Regions from separate parts of the Zea mays genome. Here all the other regions are linked to region 1. Evidence: chromatin contacts called from public Hi-C data. All regions are on one chromosome and are shown on one strand. The core of a region is the stretch at or near the end of the contact, and the rest is flanking DNA. Distances in the headings are between cores, read along the strand shown.

The links. Hi-C and Micro-C count contacts between places; a contact is called where the count stands out from the background.
Region 2: a Hi-C map of endosperm shows a contact between it and region 1, with 2.2 times the contacts expected there. The contact joins the promoter of LOC100304316 here to the promoter of LOC100280325 in region 1. A contact is called at or near these places in 2 of 25 Hi-C or Micro-C datasets (endosperm and leaf).
Region 3: a contact with region 1 is called in a Hi-C map of leaf, with 2.8 times the contacts expected there. The contact joins the promoter of LOC100273969 here to the promoter of LOC100280325 in region 1. A contact is called at or near these places in 5 of 25 Hi-C or Micro-C datasets (ear, leaf and tassel).

What each region holds. Positions count from the first base shown.
Region 1 is chr4:10,799,250-10,802,319 of Zm-B73-REFERENCE-NAM-5.0, forward strand. It overlaps LOC100280325, which reads left to right and starts at 1,617. Exons shown (of 7, transcript NM_001153251.1): 1 at 1,617-1,793; 2 at 2,173-2,568; 3 at 2,963-3,056. The coding sequence starts at 2,174.
Region 2 is chr4:11,283,868-11,286,937 of Zm-B73-REFERENCE-NAM-5.0, forward strand. It overlaps LOC100304316 (PHD finger protein), which reads right to left and starts at 1,611. Exons shown (of 6, transcript NM_001165758.1): 1 at 1,420-1,611; 2 at 1,136-1,230; 3 at 937-1,051; 4 at 331-546. The coding sequence starts at 1,145.
Region 3 is chr4:11,064,047-11,067,116 of Zm-B73-REFERENCE-NAM-5.0, forward strand. It overlaps LOC100273969, which reads left to right and starts at 1,619. Exons shown (of 1, transcript NM_001148356.1): 1 at 1,619-3,070. The coding sequence starts at 1,713.

The DNA.
Region 1 (3,070 bases), core at 367-2,866:
AGTTTAAGCAAAGCATTGACCACTAGCCATATCGTATTAATTAGCTTAGGTAGCTAGGTCAAGGTCAAGCGCACTAGCTAGCAAGTACTACAGCTACGTCAATTTAATTATCTGTCAGTAACATTTCAGTAAACCTAGGCGACGACTGATTCGAGGATCGCTACTTGAGTTCCATGGACTGGAGTCCGCTTGCCATTATTATTATTATTATGAATCCACGATCTGTACGTGCATGGCCCAGCGCGCAGGGCAATATGCAAGCTAGCTAGGTCAACGTACTGGAGCTAATTAGTAGCTCCCAGATGATAGTAGTGTGTGCCAATGACTCACGTACGTACGCCGCATTGGGTTTTTCCGCCATGAACTAACTTGCATTGTTTGCCCTTCGGTTTCACTGCTAGTATACCATGCATACGTATATGTTTGGTTTATGCATGCATGCATGCATGCCCTTTCCATCAAGTACAAATAACAAACGCAATGTAAGCACGTCGTCGCTTATATTAATTACCTGTTTCAGTACAGGCACACCAAGGTCAGCTGCCTAACTCCAGGTTAGTACTTTTTTTGTCGTTCAAAAATAGCACAGTTAGCTGCAGGGGTCCAAAGAATCGACTTTAATTTGAAACGAACGACCCAGTGTTACAGAAAGGGAGAGACAGATTTAAAAAACATTCAGTGGAAAGAGTTTTACTCGGATTCATTTCTATTAAGAATTTCTTCTTGTTGTTTTTTTTTTCATCCCACCACGTACCTGTTTGATTCAAACAGGGACTATACAGAGAATATATACATCTGTGTGGAGAAATAAAGACACCTTCCGAGAGTTAGCTGATAATGATCATATATATGTGAAATAGCACCGGATCGGATCTGCACGTCGTACGACGAATACAGAAAGGAGGAGAGAAAAAAAAATAACAGCAGATCAATAATTAACTACGTACGTGTGTACGTGCGTCGTCGTGCAACTGTACAAAAATCATTCATGTGGCAAATGCTGGTACGAGAGCAAAGTTCTTGCACTACTGCATCGTATAGACGAACAAACTGGCGCGTACGCGCGGTACGCGCTGATTCATCAGTTCGTGCTAGCTAGCTTCTTGACCGCCCCAAACCAAACTAGCGTTCGACCTGGAATTTCCGGCCAGACGGCTGAGAAATGGCACACGCAACAAATGTCTCATCATGGATCTACATTGTTTTGTAGGGTCCTACTATGACCGACCTCGGTAACGAATCCAAATTTTGTTTGTGTTCTACCTATTTTTTGTCGGTTCCATATTATAAATTGTTTTATTTTTTTAGAAAGTCAAAACATCTCAAATTTAATCAAATTTGCATAACAAAATAATAATAATAATAATAATTAGATTCTTTATTAATTATATTTTTATAGTGCTTCCCACATCCCAAAGTCCAACTTTATCAATTTTGCATAACAAAAAAAAAGTCTTGGTCATTATGGGTAGCCGCCGCGTAGGGGGGGTATCCGGGCATGCACAGGAAAACTGAAAATTGGAGGGTCCAATGCGCAAGAAAATAGATACAGTACGCTCTGCATCTGACCATCTCCAGTTCTCCACCTCCAATCCTTCTCCCATAAGAGACAAGAACGAGGTCGTCTCGCCATCGCCGCCACTCCTATTTAAGAGCTGCCGGAGGTGGGGGTAGATCCGGCGAGCCGTTCCCGCTGTCCAGATTCAGGAACTAGACTCCTCCGGTCCGGTCCTCCCCCTCCCGCCCCGTCTCGCTCCAGCGGCTCCACGCCACCGTTTGCCATTCACTGCCAGGTATACAGTCTGCCCCCTCCCCTCTTTGGGGGGGAAAAACTTCCCGCCGGCGCTCGGGGTCTGGAGCACCAGTTCTTCTAGGATCGCCGCGTGGTTTAGGTGTCGCGCGCTCGTGCCCGCGCATTTGTTTTGTCGCTCGCGCGCCGTGAGTGAGCTGCTCTTCATCCTTTCGTTTCGCCTTATCGAAAACAGGGGGAGCAAAAGCTGTTGCCCTGTAGTTTGTTTTCCTGAAAAATATTGTGGGTTTAAGAAAAAAGTTTGTTTTCCTGAAAAATATTGTGGGTTTACTCTCATGGTCATGGCCGATGAGCGCTACAGAGATCGTGTTGGCTCTATTTGGTTAGTTTTCGTCCTAAGGCTCGATCTTCTGCGTGTGCAGAATGGCGCTCAACAAGGAGTACACGTACGCGGAGCTGGAGAAGGAGCCGTACTGGCCGTTCGAGAAGCTGCGGGTCTCCATCACCGGGGCCGGCGGGTTCATCGCCTCCCACATCGCGCGCCGCCTCAAGGGCGAGGGCCACTACGTCGTCGCCTCCGACTGGAAGAGGAACGAGCACATGCCCGAGGACATGTTCTGCCACGAGTTCCACCTCGTGGACCTGAGGGTCATGGACAACTGCCTCAAGGTCACCACGGGGGTTGACCACGTGTTCAACCTCGCGGCTGACATGGGTGGGATGGGGTTCATCCAGTCCAACCACTCCGTCATCATGTACAACAACACCATGATCAGCTTTAACATGCTTGAGGCTGCTAGAATTAACGGCGTCAAGAGGTAATTTCCAGCCTCAAGGTAGCTGCTCTTTGTTTATCATGCGTGCATTTACCCTGGTGAGCTAGTTTCATATATATTGCCTCCAGTGCTAAATCTGTTCAGTTAGGAAAATCTTGAAATCAAAGATAATACTTCTGTTCATGAAAGCTTTGCTCAATTTCTACATCTGAAGAATTATTAAACGGCCTGTGTTCATTAGTATATTCTGGAAATTTATTTACAGTTGACATGTTTCCTTTCCTCTTGGGTTTGTATATTGTATTGGCCCACAAGAGGGAAGTATTCATTGGGCATTGGCCACATGAAAACTGCTGTCAGATGCAGCTGAGGTTAATTTAGAGCCCATCTCTTGCAAAAAAAAAAAAGTTTGAAATTTCTGTCGTTTACATGGCAGGTTCTTCTATGCATCAAGTGCCTGCATCTACCCTGAGTTCAAGCAGCTGGAAACTGTAGTTAGCTTGAAGGAGTCCGATGCTTGGCCTGCCGAGGTTTCTAATAAACT
Region 2 (3,070 bases), core at 361-2,860, 480 kb after region 1:
TTCAGTTCAGTTAAATACTACAGTTGGTTTAAGAAAACAGCCAAGAATGCAGAAGTTTTGATGTCATAATTTGTTTCGTGGTTATGTCAAGCACAAAGTCCAACCTATTATATTCCACAATATTTTTGTCATGGTCAAGAAGAGAGCACACTGGACAGTCTTCTATTTCTGCCAGTGTCCATCCATTTCATAGCTTGAATATAATTGGAAAAGAAAATTGATTTTTGATTCATGCACGCAGTGCATAATCATAAGTATGGCTCATGTGAACTCATAAACTGCTAACCCCGTTGTCACATTGTGGTCAGAAATAAAGGAAATCGGTTTTACCTGACTCTAAGGTATCTGCAGAGCCAATCCCAGAAACCCATCAGTTGAATCCCCGTCAGAAGACTAGAGCCACCCTCTCTGCCATTTATCCGAACAAGGTGACCAAACCCATTGTCATGTACAATACCATGCAGCAAGTGACGTGGATTATCCAACTGCCTATAGTCCCAATCTTCCGGATCATCAGAGGAGATCACATATTTGCATGTCGGGCACCTGATTATCAATGATAAAAATGATCAGTGCTTCTAGAAGCTTGCCTTGATGGAAATGCACATACACATTAAATCAAATAATTTCTTGTTACAGTACTATCTTCTTCACTATTTAAGTTATTGTTGTGAGAGGTTTGATTTTTACTACACTATAGTAGCAATTGTTAATTTTACAAGTAGATCAGCTTACCGTGTTGCAAACAACTGGGCCATAAGCCCACAATGCTTGCAGTTCTAGGGGCTTGCCTAAATGGAAATGCACATGCGCATTGAATCAAACAATTTCTTGTTACGGTACTGTCTTCTTCACTATTTGGGTTATTGTTGTGAGCGATTTGATTTTTATTACACTATAGTAGCAATTCCTAATTTTACAAGTAGATCAGCTTACCGTGTTCCAAACGACTGGGCCATAAGACCACAATGGTCACAATGCTTGCAGGTTTTGTATTCATTCCGAATTATGAAATGGTACCTCCTTCCACAAACAGGGTGTCTACTCCAGCCTATTAAATTGTAAAAGAAAAGGCGATGGTATTGAGATTCTCCGGCCATAACAATCATCATCTCGTTTGATAGAATTTGCTTACCGATTGGCATCTGTAGAAGAAAAAATGTATACACATGTTCAGACGAACACACAGAAGCAGGCCGAGCAGGTTAATGAGGAGTCAGGCTGTCAAGTCTACTAAATTAATTTAGTATAATAACCAGATGCCCTAACCAAGCATATTCATAAGAGATCTAAACGTGTCCCTCCACCCCTACTGGTTTTAATAGTCCACTGATATGAAAAAACAGCTCTGCAAAAATGAACACACTACTGCGGCTGATATGACTATGGAAGGGTCAGCAAACAATACGAGTCACTCACCGGCGACGGTACAGTGATCGCAGTAGATCCGCTCGATCCCAGTTTTAGCGACGTCCTCTTCCACCACCTCCATCACCACGACCACCCCGTTCCCGACTCCAAAGGCTACCTGCCACGCGCCGTCCGCCGGCACCGCGGATCCAGCCAGGAACGACCGTACACAGTCGCGAAACGCACCACGCGGCGGCAGCCCCTCTCCGGCGGCCGGGAACGACAGCAGGACCAGCGGGCGCGGCCCCTCTCCGGCGGCCGGGAACGACCGCAGCTCCAGAGGGCGCGGCACCGCCGTCACCCGAACACGCTTCGAGCGCCCGTTTATCACGGCCATGACCGACGGGATCCTGTTACGGCCTGGGAGGGCGGTCAGATCCGATCGGGTTTGAGAGGACAAACGGCTGGCGTTTGAATCCCGAGAGGGGCCGCGCGGGCGGGATAGGATTATGGGAAGCGCGGGTAGTCAGGACGATTTGGAATTTTGAGCGGCAGAAGTTCGCGCGGTTTGGAATTTGGATCCGTAGTGGAGAATTGGAGGCGGGCGTGTATTTATACCCGGGTCCGGGTGGAGTCGGTTTGTGGCGAGAGATTGACGAGTCTGTCCCTGCTGCCTGCTGGGTCCAGGAGTCGCACGCGTACACGTCTGATATTGATAGCGGCGTGAGCGGGACGGTTGAGATGGAAAGTTTTCGGAAGGTTGAGTTCAATTTGGGAAGTCATACATAAACAAAGTCGCTGGGATAGAAATTGGGAGGGGTGGGGCTGGGCTGGTTTCCGATGGGCCGTGAACGTGAGGTTAGAATAGCAGAGGGATGCCGTTGTATACTTGTATAGCTGGGCCAGACCGTACGCAACAAATAGTCCATGCCACCTTCTTTAAATCAGATATTGTGTGAGTTCGATTCTCTCCCTAATCAGAAAACTAAAATTTTCGACTTCTCTAACAACCACTCAAATTGTTTTTACTGAACAGGTGGTTTTGATTGACATGCGCTAGGCTAGCCGTTGTACACGACACTACAGCGGGGGTCTTGACATTTTAGGGATCTGAGACCAGATTTAAATAAAGGTATTTTTAATTATTTTTAATACATAAATGTTATTATTATAAACACTCAAGATATATATAAACTATTTATATCAAATAATAAATAAGTAAAAATATATGGCCCTGTTTGGGAGAGCTTCACTTCAAGAATTTCAATTTTATTCTAACTTCTTCCACCCAAACAGGTCCAGCTCCACGAGCTTTAGTTTTAAAAAAAATCGAAACTAGAGGCCCGTTTCATAAAATTCATGAAGCTTCTTAGAGGGTGCTTCAAAAACACTGTTTTTATATCTCCTCGTGAAGGTGTGCGAAAATTACCCACCATGCCACTGGTTACGCAACATACAAGTTCCGTTCTCTCTGGCGACAACCCACTAATCATCAAGGATAATCAAGGAAACCCACACAAATCAATTGTACTATAGAAGTTGGAGCCCATATACAAACCAAACGCTCCTGGAACTCACCTTAACAATTTGCTGGAGCTGTTTTATAGTGAAACTGGAAAACCAAAGCTGAAGTTTTTGAAGCAAAGCTCTCAAACAGGCCCTATATTGTATGGTATTACTTTAAAGTATCTTTTAACATGTTTAGATGTGAGTGAGATGT
Region 3 (3,070 bases), core at 369-2,868, 260 kb after region 1:
ATCTCCGACGGCTTAAGCCCTCGGGAGTTTTTGGTTTTCCTGTTGTGAATGCTAAAATGAATTGTAATTTGGTACAGATGGAGTATTTCACTGGTACAACTAGCTATATCAAATAAGGCCTTGGTTATCTCCCTATTTGTGTAATTGTGTAAGCAGCTCTTTCTTTTAATTGAAAAAATTGTGTGTTGCTTCGGAATAGATAGAAGGCAACCGTAAGACGAAACTTGTGATATCCTGGCCCCTGGGATGGTGATATTCTGGCCCAAGGCTTAATAGAATTAATAGAGTACCCATACCAATAAGGTGCATCTTCTTTTTCGGAAGCCTATCTCGAACGAACCTCCAAGTTAAACGTGCATGGCTTGAAGCAATTTGGGATGGGTGACCGACCGGGAAGTTTTCTCGAGTGCGCATGAGTGAGGACAAAATGCGCACAAAAGATTCGTGTTGGTCTGTGGGAATAATATATGATCCTAGAGATCTGCCAGGAGTAAGTACCACCGGTCCGGAAGTGGACGGGGTGTTACAAGTGGTATCAGAGCCGACCCTCGCGGTTTCACGGGCGTGTGTGGGTTAGAGGTTCGGTATATAGCGCATGGCGCATGTGGGCCCGGAGTGGTCACATGACATGGCATATGACGACACTAGACACACAAACATGGCTAAGAGGGAAGGTTCCTGGATTGGGGGTTGACTGACGAGGATGTCAGACTTCTAATGGGGTGATTGTGATATCCTGACCCCTGAGATGGTGATACCTTGGCACAAGGCTTAATAAATTAATAGAGTATCCATACCAAAATAATGTGCACCTTTTTTTCGAAAGTCTATCTCGAAAGAACCTCCAAGTTAAGCGTGCATGACTTGGAGCAATTTGGGATCGGTGACTGACCGGGAAGTTTTAGCGGGTGCATATGAGTGAGGACAAAGTGCGCACAAAAGACTCGTGTTAGTCTGTGGGGACAATATATGATCTTAATTAGCTACGAGAAGTAAGTACGGGAACAAAGTGTTACAAAACTGATGCAACACAACTTTGTACCTACACCTTTGGAACCAAGCCTACCTAGCTTTTTCAGGCTTGCGTCAAAACTGAAAAGGTATATGTTCATTATCTGTGATATAAGTAGCAGTTCCTAATGAAGCCGTGCAAATTAGGGGGTGTTTGGTTACACCCCGCTAAAATTTAGCCCATGTCCCATCGAATGTTTGAACCTCCGTTCCGGGTATTAAATGTAGTCGGATTATAAAACTAATTTGTCAGCCGAAGATTAAAAGACGAGACGAATCTAGTTCAGTTGGTTGGGTCTATATTTCATACTCATATTTAAAAGTCAAACGCTTGATGTGACCCGGACTAAACTTTAGCAGGAGCAACCAAACACGCCTTAATTGACCCACATGATGAGCAGCCGGTCGCAACTTGAATATCATGACGCGGAATAAACATGAGAGAAGTGGACCCTGCCGAAACTTTTTTATTTATTTGTCAGTGTGCACCGTTCCCACGAAAGGATGCCCACCCCACCCGTACCGTCGGCCGGGCGACGCACCACACATCTACCGACCCCCAAACGTTTCTTCAACCCTCTGTCCAGTCTCCGGCGGCCTCTCCCACCAACATGCATATAAGCAGCAGCTCCGGGTCGCGTTCCCCGGGCTCGTACGAGTAGACCACCACACACGCGTCCGAGGTCGAAGAACCTCGACACATGTACCAGTCGAGAAGGAGTACGGACGACGAAGTCAACATCCAAGAAGATACAATGGCGGCGACGTCGTCCAAGGCAACGGGGCCATGGAGCAGGCTCTCGGAGGCCGAGGCCGCCGTGAACCGTGCCGTCGCCGGGAGCCACGTGGGGAGGTACTTCAAGCTGGACGCGCGCAAGAGCTCCTTCACCAAGGAGCTCCGCGCCGGCGCCGCCACGTTCCTCACCATGGCCTACATCATCTCCGTGAACGCCGCAATCCTGACCGACTCCGGCGGTCCGTGCACGGCGCGGGACTGCACCCCCGTGGCCACCGCCACCAACTCGACGACCGCGGACTGCGCAGTCGTCGGGGCTAAGGCTAACCCGGGGTACCAGCAGTGCCTGGCGCGCACCAAGAGCGACCTGATCGTGGCCACGGCCGTGGCCGCGATGGCCGGCTCCTTCGCCATGGGGCTCTTCGCCAACCTCCCGCTGGCGCTGGCCCCCGGCATGGGCGCCAACGCCTACTTCGCGTACAACATGGTCGGCTTCCACGGATCCGGGCCCATCGGCTACCGCACGGCGCTGGCCGTCGTGATGCTGGAGGGCCTCGTGTTCTTCGCGCTGTCCGCCGTGGGACTCCGGTCCAGGCTGGCGCGGATGATCCCGCGGAACATCCGCCTGGCCTCGGCGGTCGGCATCGGCCTGTTCCTGGCCTTCACGGGGCTCCAGGCGCACCAGGGGGTCGGGCTCGTCGGCGCCAGCCCGTCGACGCTGGTCACGCTGGCCGCCTGCTCGGACGTGGACCCGGCCACCGGCGCCTGCCTCGGCGGCACCATGCGCAGCCCGACGTTCTGGCTGGGCGCCGTCGGCTTCCTGATCACGGCCACGTGCCTGGGCAGGGACGTGAAGGGGAGCATGATCTACGGCATCCTGTTCGTCACTGTGGTCTCCTGGATCAGAGGCACCAGCGTGACGGTGTTCCCGGACACGGCGGCGGGCAATGCCGGCTTCGACTACTTCAGGAAGGTGGTGGACTTCCACGTGATCCGGAGCACCGCGGGGCAGCTCAGCTTCGGCGGCTTCCGGCACGGCAACGTCTGGCTCGCCCTGCTCACGCTCCTGTACGTGGACGTCCTGGACACGACGGGGACAATGTACTCCATGGCAGAGTACGGAGGGTTCGTGAAGGAAGGCGGCGGGTTCGAGGGCGAGTACCGCGCGTTCCTCGTGGACGCCGGGTCGACGGTGCTCAGCGCGGGGCTCGGGAGCTCCACGGTGACCACCTACATCGAGTCCACCGCGGGGATCCGGGAGGGCGGGCGGACGGGGCTCACGGCCATCACCGTGGCCGCCTGCTTCCTGGCGTCCCTCTTCTT